Linked DNA regions of Zea mays: region 2 is linked to region 1. Evidence: chromatin contacts called from public Hi-C data. All regions are on one chromosome and are shown on one strand. The core of a region is the stretch at or near the end of the contact, and the rest is flanking DNA. Distances in the headings are between cores, read along the strand shown. Region 1 holds the start of LOC100272537. Region 2 holds the start of LOC100382003.

Evidence for each region. Hi-C and Micro-C count contacts between places; a contact is called where the count stands out from the background.
Region 2: a Hi-C map of leaf shows a contact between it and region 1, with 4 times the contacts expected there. The contact joins the promoter of LOC100382003 here to the promoter of LOC100272537 in region 1. A contact is called at or near these places in 17 of 25 Hi-C or Micro-C datasets (bundle sheath, ear, endosperm and 5 more) and 1 of 3 datasets of contacts at active chromatin or transcription factors (seedling).

Annotation. Positions count from the first base shown.
Region 1 is chr10:146,448,510-146,452,098 of Zm-B73-REFERENCE-NAM-5.0, reverse strand. It overlaps LOC100272537, which reads left to right and starts at 1,762. Exons shown (of 2, transcript NM_001365875.1): 1 at 1,762-2,435. The coding sequence starts at 1,836. The coding sequence ends at 2,429. LOC100282349 (LSM7-like) reads left to right here. Exons shown (of 5, transcript NM_001155261.3): 4 at 63-115; 5 at 555-1,054. The coding sequence ends at 641. It overlaps LOC111590357 (small nucleolar RNA Z278), which reads left to right and starts at 3,274; the gene lies at 3,274-3,386. It overlaps LOC111590358 (small nucleolar RNA Z278), which reads left to right and starts at 3,031; the gene lies at 3,031-3,143.
Region 2 is chr10:146,587,701-146,591,289 of Zm-B73-REFERENCE-NAM-5.0, reverse strand. LOC100382003 reads right to left here and starts at 1,728. Exons shown (of 2, transcript NM_001174770.1): 1 at 1,372-1,728; 2 at 1-1,162. The coding sequence starts at 1,590.

The sequences.
Region 1 (3,589 bases), core at 513-3,012:
GCTACACTGTAGCGGGCCCTCTTGTGCCCTGACATCCATAATCTTGTTGTTTTGTTTTGTAGAGCAAGATGATCCATTGAAGCTATCAGGGAAAACTAGACAACTTGGCCTCATTGTAAGTATTCCTTCCTGACAATTGATTTAACCAATGTATTCAATCATTCCTATCCTATGTCATCTGAGTGATGTGCATGGGTAGGTTATGATGCTCCATGTAATGTTGATGTTGAAGTGTTCCATTATATGTTTCTCGCAAGCTTGTACTTGATGAATGATTTTATATGATAGCCCTTATAAGGAGGTGTTTGGTTCCCTGACTAAAGTTTAGTCCGCTTCACATTGGATGTTTGGCACATAACTAAACTTAAGCAAAGGGAAACCAAACACCCCTAATTATCGGTTAGGCTTAGGCATCATCTGAAGAAATGTAAGAAACAACATAATTGTCTAGTGGCTGATAAATAAATTATACCTTTGATACATGCGATGTTCCTTTTGCATGGGCTTTACGACTGCAGATTTGAACAACATGCATCCCATTCTGGTTTTTGCAGGTGTGCAGAGGCACGGCAGTCATGCTGGTCTCACCGACTGATGGGACTGATGAGATCGCCAACCCTTTCCTCGCGGACGGAGCATAGCTTGCACCCCTCGGAACAATATGTCCCTGTGGGAAAAGAACCGGTTTCTCGTGTATCTGTTGTATCGTGTGCAGCTGTGCGGCTTATTAGTGGTGTTTAAATGCACTAGATCTAATAGTTAGTGACTAAAATTAGTTGGAGACATCCAAACATCCTAGCTATGAGTTCAATTATTAGCTATTTTTAGTAAATTAGTTAATAATTAGCTATCTATTTGTTAGCTAGCTAAATCCACTAGTATTTTTTTAGCCAACTAACTATTAACTATAGTACATTTAAACACCCCTTAGAATTTAGGGACAAAATCAGATCTCACGTTAGGGTTGTTTGATAGATATATTTAGCCCGTAAGTTTAAGGGGCTGTTTGAATTCAAAGTTTTTTAATACTATGGTATTTTGGGTGTTTGGTTTCTAAGGACTAATTTTTAGTCGCTCTATTTTATTTTATTTTAGTCTCTAAATTGCTAAATACAAAACTAAAATTTTATTTTAGTTTTGTATTTGGTAATTTAGAAACTAAAAATTAGTCAGTAGAAACTAAACACCTATTAAGTAGATTTTCAATTCCTTCTAAATGAAAGGATACAAACAACATCTTACGTTTTTTCTCAACTTCACTAAAACATAACAATTTTTGGAACTAGCACTTATTTAGTCTAGCATTTTTTTGTTACCAAACTCACAAAAGACACGCATATGCTAATGTTTATTGCAAGACCAAAAACAACAGTTAGCACCATACGCCATTGTAGAATTGACCAAGCAGAACTTATCAGTTCTTTGCAGCATAAGCTGTACGAACACATACTTTACACGTTTTGGTCACAAACTTTCGCTCGAAACAAAATAATGAAAGAAAGCCTATAATCAAAATGATCAGCTTCTGCATAGAGTTAAAATGATCAGCTTCTATTAATGACTCAAAATAACCTGATTGGAGTTTGGAGATGCTCTTACGTTCGATGAAGTTGTTGGTCATAGGCCGGGCCAACAAATCACACGGCCCACAGGCCTATTTCCGCCCGTTTCTCTTCTAGGGTTAGGTCAAGACCTCCCCGACCTCGAGCCTCCCAGTATTAATAGAGGCCATGCGGCCGCCGCCGTCCGCATCACCATCACCACCTATCGTCGGAGAACCACAGAATCCACCGCATCGCAGAGACGAGTAGAGGTTAGATTTAGGCTGAGGTAAGATGGTGTGCATCCGGCAGGCGACCATCGAAGACCTGCTGGCGATGCAGGCGTGCAACCTGATGTGCCTGCCGGAGAACTACCAGATGAAGTACTACTTCTACCACATGCTCTCGTGGCCGCAGCTCCTCTTCGTCGCCGAGGACTACGGAGGCAGCATCGTCGGCTACGTGCTCGCCAAGATGGAGGAGGACCCCTCCGAGCCCTGCCACGGCCACATCACCTCCCTCGCGGTCCTCCGCTCCCACCGCAAGCTCGGGCTCGCCACTAAGCTCATGTCCGCCGCGCAGGCCGCCATGGACCAGGTCTTCGGCGCTGAGTACGTGTCACTCCACGTCCGCCGATCCAACCGCGCTGCCTTCAACCTCTACACCTCTACCCTCGGGTACCAGATCCAGGACATCGAGGCCAAGTACTATGCCGATGGGGAGGACGCGTTCGACATGCGCAAGCTGCTCCGGCAGCCACAGCCCAAGAAGCACCACCACCACCACCATCACGGCCCCGGTGGGTGCTGCTCCCACGACGCACCAGTTGCGGCGACTGGTTCTTCTCCCCAGTCTTCTGGTTCACCCGATAAGAAGGCTATCACTTGATGTAGGGTAAGCCTTTTCCTTTCAAGCTCTAGATGTTATGCTCTCTACTAACATATTGCTAGTCACCACCGCGTTTTCGGTGTGATTATACTGTGATTTTGTTTGACAGATCAAACTAGTAGTTTCGTTGTAGAATGTGTAGTATGTAAATGTGCCTCTCCTCACCTTTGGTTTCTTGAGAATGTTCACTCTCAAGGCAGCCCAGTCATGGAGGCACATAGCAATTATTGGTGAGTTTAACGTGGAAGCTTACTGTTTTGTTGTGGTATTGCTTCTAAAATCTCTCACTAAATCAGCCAACGCTGCGGTTGCTTGTCCTTAGCTTGTTTAGTGTTCGCTGGTTATTGTTATGATAAGTTATTTTCTTCAGCTTTCACTTACCTTTGTTATTGGCAACATACTTCTGTATGCTCCGCCCTTCTGGCTTGGTAGGAGTTGCCTGCACGGAGCCTGCCCAAACACGATCTTAGTTGGGGTTCCACATGAGTGCTTTTACGACATTTTGAACTAGATGCGTGATTTATTCTTCTTGACTTAAATTTTCAATATTTATATATTTGGCAGATCATAGATGGAAAAATGTGCTTAAAATTTTCTTGCTTTTGATGATGTGTTGCTTAATTGTGAGGTGCAGACAACTCCAAGTCGCTGCTCTCCAGGGAGAACCTACTTGGAGTCCTACAATCAAATGAGATCTGAGGCATTTTCTGATATGTATTTTTTGCGTGCACTGTAGTTCTTGTTTAAATTTTCGCTGATGTTATGTTCAGCTCTTTCTTATCTTTCACTGTTACATTTGAAAGATTGTGAAACTTGGACGCCTTCAATTTTCACCATCACAGTAGCCAATGACGAGTTGTCCCAACATGTGAGGTGTAGGTAACTCCAAGCCCTGTTTCAGGGAGAACCTACTTGGGGTCCTACATTCAAATGAGATACCTGGGCATTTACTGATGTTTATAAATAAGGCCTAATGTTTTGTCTTGGTTTGTTGCATGCATTATTCTGTTTGAGAATTGTTCTTTGATGACTGATTTAGTATGCTTAGGTAGCTGTGTGTTATTGTTCATGTAATGATTATTTGTTGTTGAGATGTTTATGCCTTTTCTTGTGTCTAGTGTTTTATCAGCAAAACAAATTACTTTGTGGCACTGCCAGTG
Region 2 (3,589 bases), core at 479-2,978, 140 kb before region 1:
GATATATGCCTGTCACATTCTTGTTCCTCCATTCAACCAGATCAAGCACGTTCATACCAAATGCCCAGCCGCAAGCATCAGGGTCAAAATGAGCACGGATTAGAGGATGGGAATGGTTAAGATACTTATGAAATCTGTGGAATGTCTCCATGCAAGTCTCTACAGCACCCATCACATTGCCATTGAGGTTGATAGTAAACAATTCTGATAGGTCCTTCTGAACAACGATATCATCATCAAGAAATACCACCTTCTGCAATTCAGGATATATTTCTGGAATATAAAACCTCAAGTGGTTAAGCATTGATAAGTACTTTGGGTTCCTGAATTTAATTGGTGTTCCACGACTACCACTGCCAGAGAAGTAGAACTTCTGTGTAGCAGCATTCTGTAGCTGTTTAAGAACGGGAACATACGATGCATTGAGCCAGGTAAAGTCCTCCACCTTTTGTATCTCCACAGTGACCCCTCTGTAGTCATTCATGCCAAACCATGCCTTCATCGGAGCATAGTTCAACTCATCAGTCACTAAGTGAAAAACAACCTTGTCAGGGTGCCTCGAGTTTATAGCCGTAGAATTAACAACAACTGAAACAGCAAGGATGTTGTCTGAGAAGACACAAAAATGATAGAGGCTGTTATCCCTCAGATTGCTCTGCACTGCTGGGCTCCTATCCGAAAACTTCCTCTGAAGCTCGGGACTCTTAAACCATTCCATGGTTAACCGGACACCAAGGCAATAAAGTCCCTTTGGGAGGTCCTCAGCAGCAATCTGGCCATATTTTGTGCTTTTCTCCACCTCAACTTTCGACTTCTCCTCTAGGGACTGAATCTGGCCTTTCAACTTCATGATTGTGATACTGCTGTCGTACCGAAGCTGCTGCGCCTGGAAGAGCAGCACCGACATATCCCTGATCGCCTTCTCTGCTTCCTGCTCCATCACCGTGCCCCCATAGGCTGCAGCATGCGCAAGGATGCTCTGCGCCCGCCGTACCTGGGCACTAAGCTCCGCCACAAACTGCAGGTTGTTGGCCTCCTTGGCAACGACGACATATGTTTTGGCTAGATAAATCTGGTCCATGAGCTGCCTCGAGAACGAGCGGGCGCTCAGCATTTCGTCAGTCATGTTGAGCGCATCCGTGATTCCCTCCAGGTAAGTTCTCTGCACGCGAGAGGAGAGGTTTGAAAAAAAAAAGGTTGCAGATGCTACTCGCTAGCGCTCATTATTCATCTTTCAACAAATGCTAGCACTAGACACAGCTTAAGCAGATTCAGCAGGTGCAATGGCTACTGACTAAAATTGGCATGCCCGTAGTCAAACGGCCAGATGACGAAACGATCCACTAAATGCGAAAAATGCGACGTGCTTACCTGACGGAGGAGAGGTGAGGAGGTGGTCTCAGATCCGGAGGACGCGGCGGAGGTGGACGGCGAGGCGCCGGGGTCGGGGGAGCCGAGGAGGACGGCGAGGAGGAGGACGCATGCGAGGGCGAGGAGGAGGGAAAGCGCGAGGCGCACCCACCACGGGCGCTGCTGCCACCGGCGCTTGAACGAAGGCCGCCGCTGGTCCAGGAACGGCCGCCGCCTCATCGGGCCGCGCTCTCGCCGGCAGGGCCGGGCGGGAGGCGCCGCACCGAGATCTGGGACGCGCTAACCGTCGCGCGCGCGTGGGGGAGGGCTGCTGGATCCTCTCGCCCGCCCGTTTCCTTCCTGCCGCGCCTTCAGATCTCGGACTCAGAGGAGCAGCACGGCCGGGCCGGCAGCGTCGTCTGCTCGTCGTGCTCTTGGACCGACGTGCCTTGCTTGACTGCGCTGCGACTTGTTGATCTGCCTGCCTGCCCGTTCAGATCCAAAGTGGGCAAAGTTACCGCTTCGTCGATGCTTTCTCTTCACCGCGGGAACAAAGCAACGGAGACGCTTTTGTCCTTTTTTTATTTTACTATTTAATTTCAAAAAACGGTGTAGGTCAAATTTTGTAACAATGGCCACACTGACAATGGAGTTGTTTGTTTCAGCTTATAGATTATACTAGGTGAGTACCCGTGCGTTGCGACGGGAGTAAAAAAATTATATGAAATATATATAAAGCTTAGTTGATGTTTGATTGTAGTAAATAAACGTAGCCACGTGATAGAATGTTTTATAATTACTTGTGTCAATAGAGGGAACTTTTTTTATTGATTCATTGGTACGTTACTTAGTTGATGTAATGAATTTCAATTGTATTCTTTGCAGTGACTAAGCTACTTAAGAGTCCATATATTCGGCTATCCTTCCATGACAGCTTCACCACATTATTTCAATCTATTTAGACAACAGTGAACAGTGAGTTGTACGAAGTAGGCTTTGTACTCTGTAATGGAATAATGGACATACCTTAAAAATTCACCTAAATGTCATTCAAGGAAGTCTCCTCCTATGTTATTGAAATATGTTATTGAAACAATTGCAGTTCAGAGAAAACTAAAATAATCTATGAAATCCATAATAATACAAAATAAATCATCATTCTCTAACTAATACAACATGTGTGATCTGATTCACTGCAAAAAACATGTAAAACAACAATGTTCTTAAATCCTGCAATCGCATTTAAGTGTTACACTTGCATTTTGCTGCTCCCGGTCCCTTATGCCAGATGTTACATAGAAGTTGGGACTTTTAGATGTAACACTATCCACCTTGTAAGTGCTAATGAGGCCTAAGCTGCATGGCTTGGCCGGAAGACGTTTTCCTTTATTTGGGCATGATTTATCAGGAAAAAAAGAATGTCTTTCTTTCACTACAACTCCGGTGGCTGAACGTGGAATCAGAATTCTGCTTTGACCCCATATGTGCATATTCTGTGTTGTGCCTGCAATCTTGCCACTTCCAGCTCAAATGTACATCGGATGGGCACCAAGAAGCACATTGGTACAGAACTTCAATGTGAAGTAAAAAGGCGCCATCTATCATTCATTTTCCTCTGAAGAACATAGACATATCTTCTCCAGAAGGACTGGCCAGTTCTCCCCAAGATGTTGAGGGTTTAGCTGCATGGCTACCTTAAAATCACTGACGAAGATCAATTAGTTACTTCCAATCTCATTCGTAGTTCCTGATGACCCACTGCCTGATGATTGCATATGAACATGGTTTGGCAGCCAGACACCACTTCTTGATTGCCATAAATTTGGTGCTTGTGTGGTAGTGTCCCTTTCCTTGCATCCCTCTGAACACTACCTCCTACTAACTCAACAGATGACCTAATCAAGTTTTTCATGTCCTTTGTATCTGAGTACCCTATCGAGTCGATCGAAGATCCATTTGATCAGGATGACTGGAGCACTTATGCCAAACTCACTGATGAGATTGGACAGAAAGTGCAGATTGTAGGAGATGATCTTCTCGTTACCAACCCCACCGTGAGTAACATTTAGTTAACTGATAACTGATTTCGTCTCCCTAGTCCTATGCACAAGATGCAGTTTTAAACGTTACCTGCTTGGCCTATGCTGTACAGAGGGTCGCCAAGGCCATCAATGAGAAGACCTACAATGCTCTCCTCTTGAAGGTAGATTCAGTGCTATTTCAAAACATAAGTTATCAA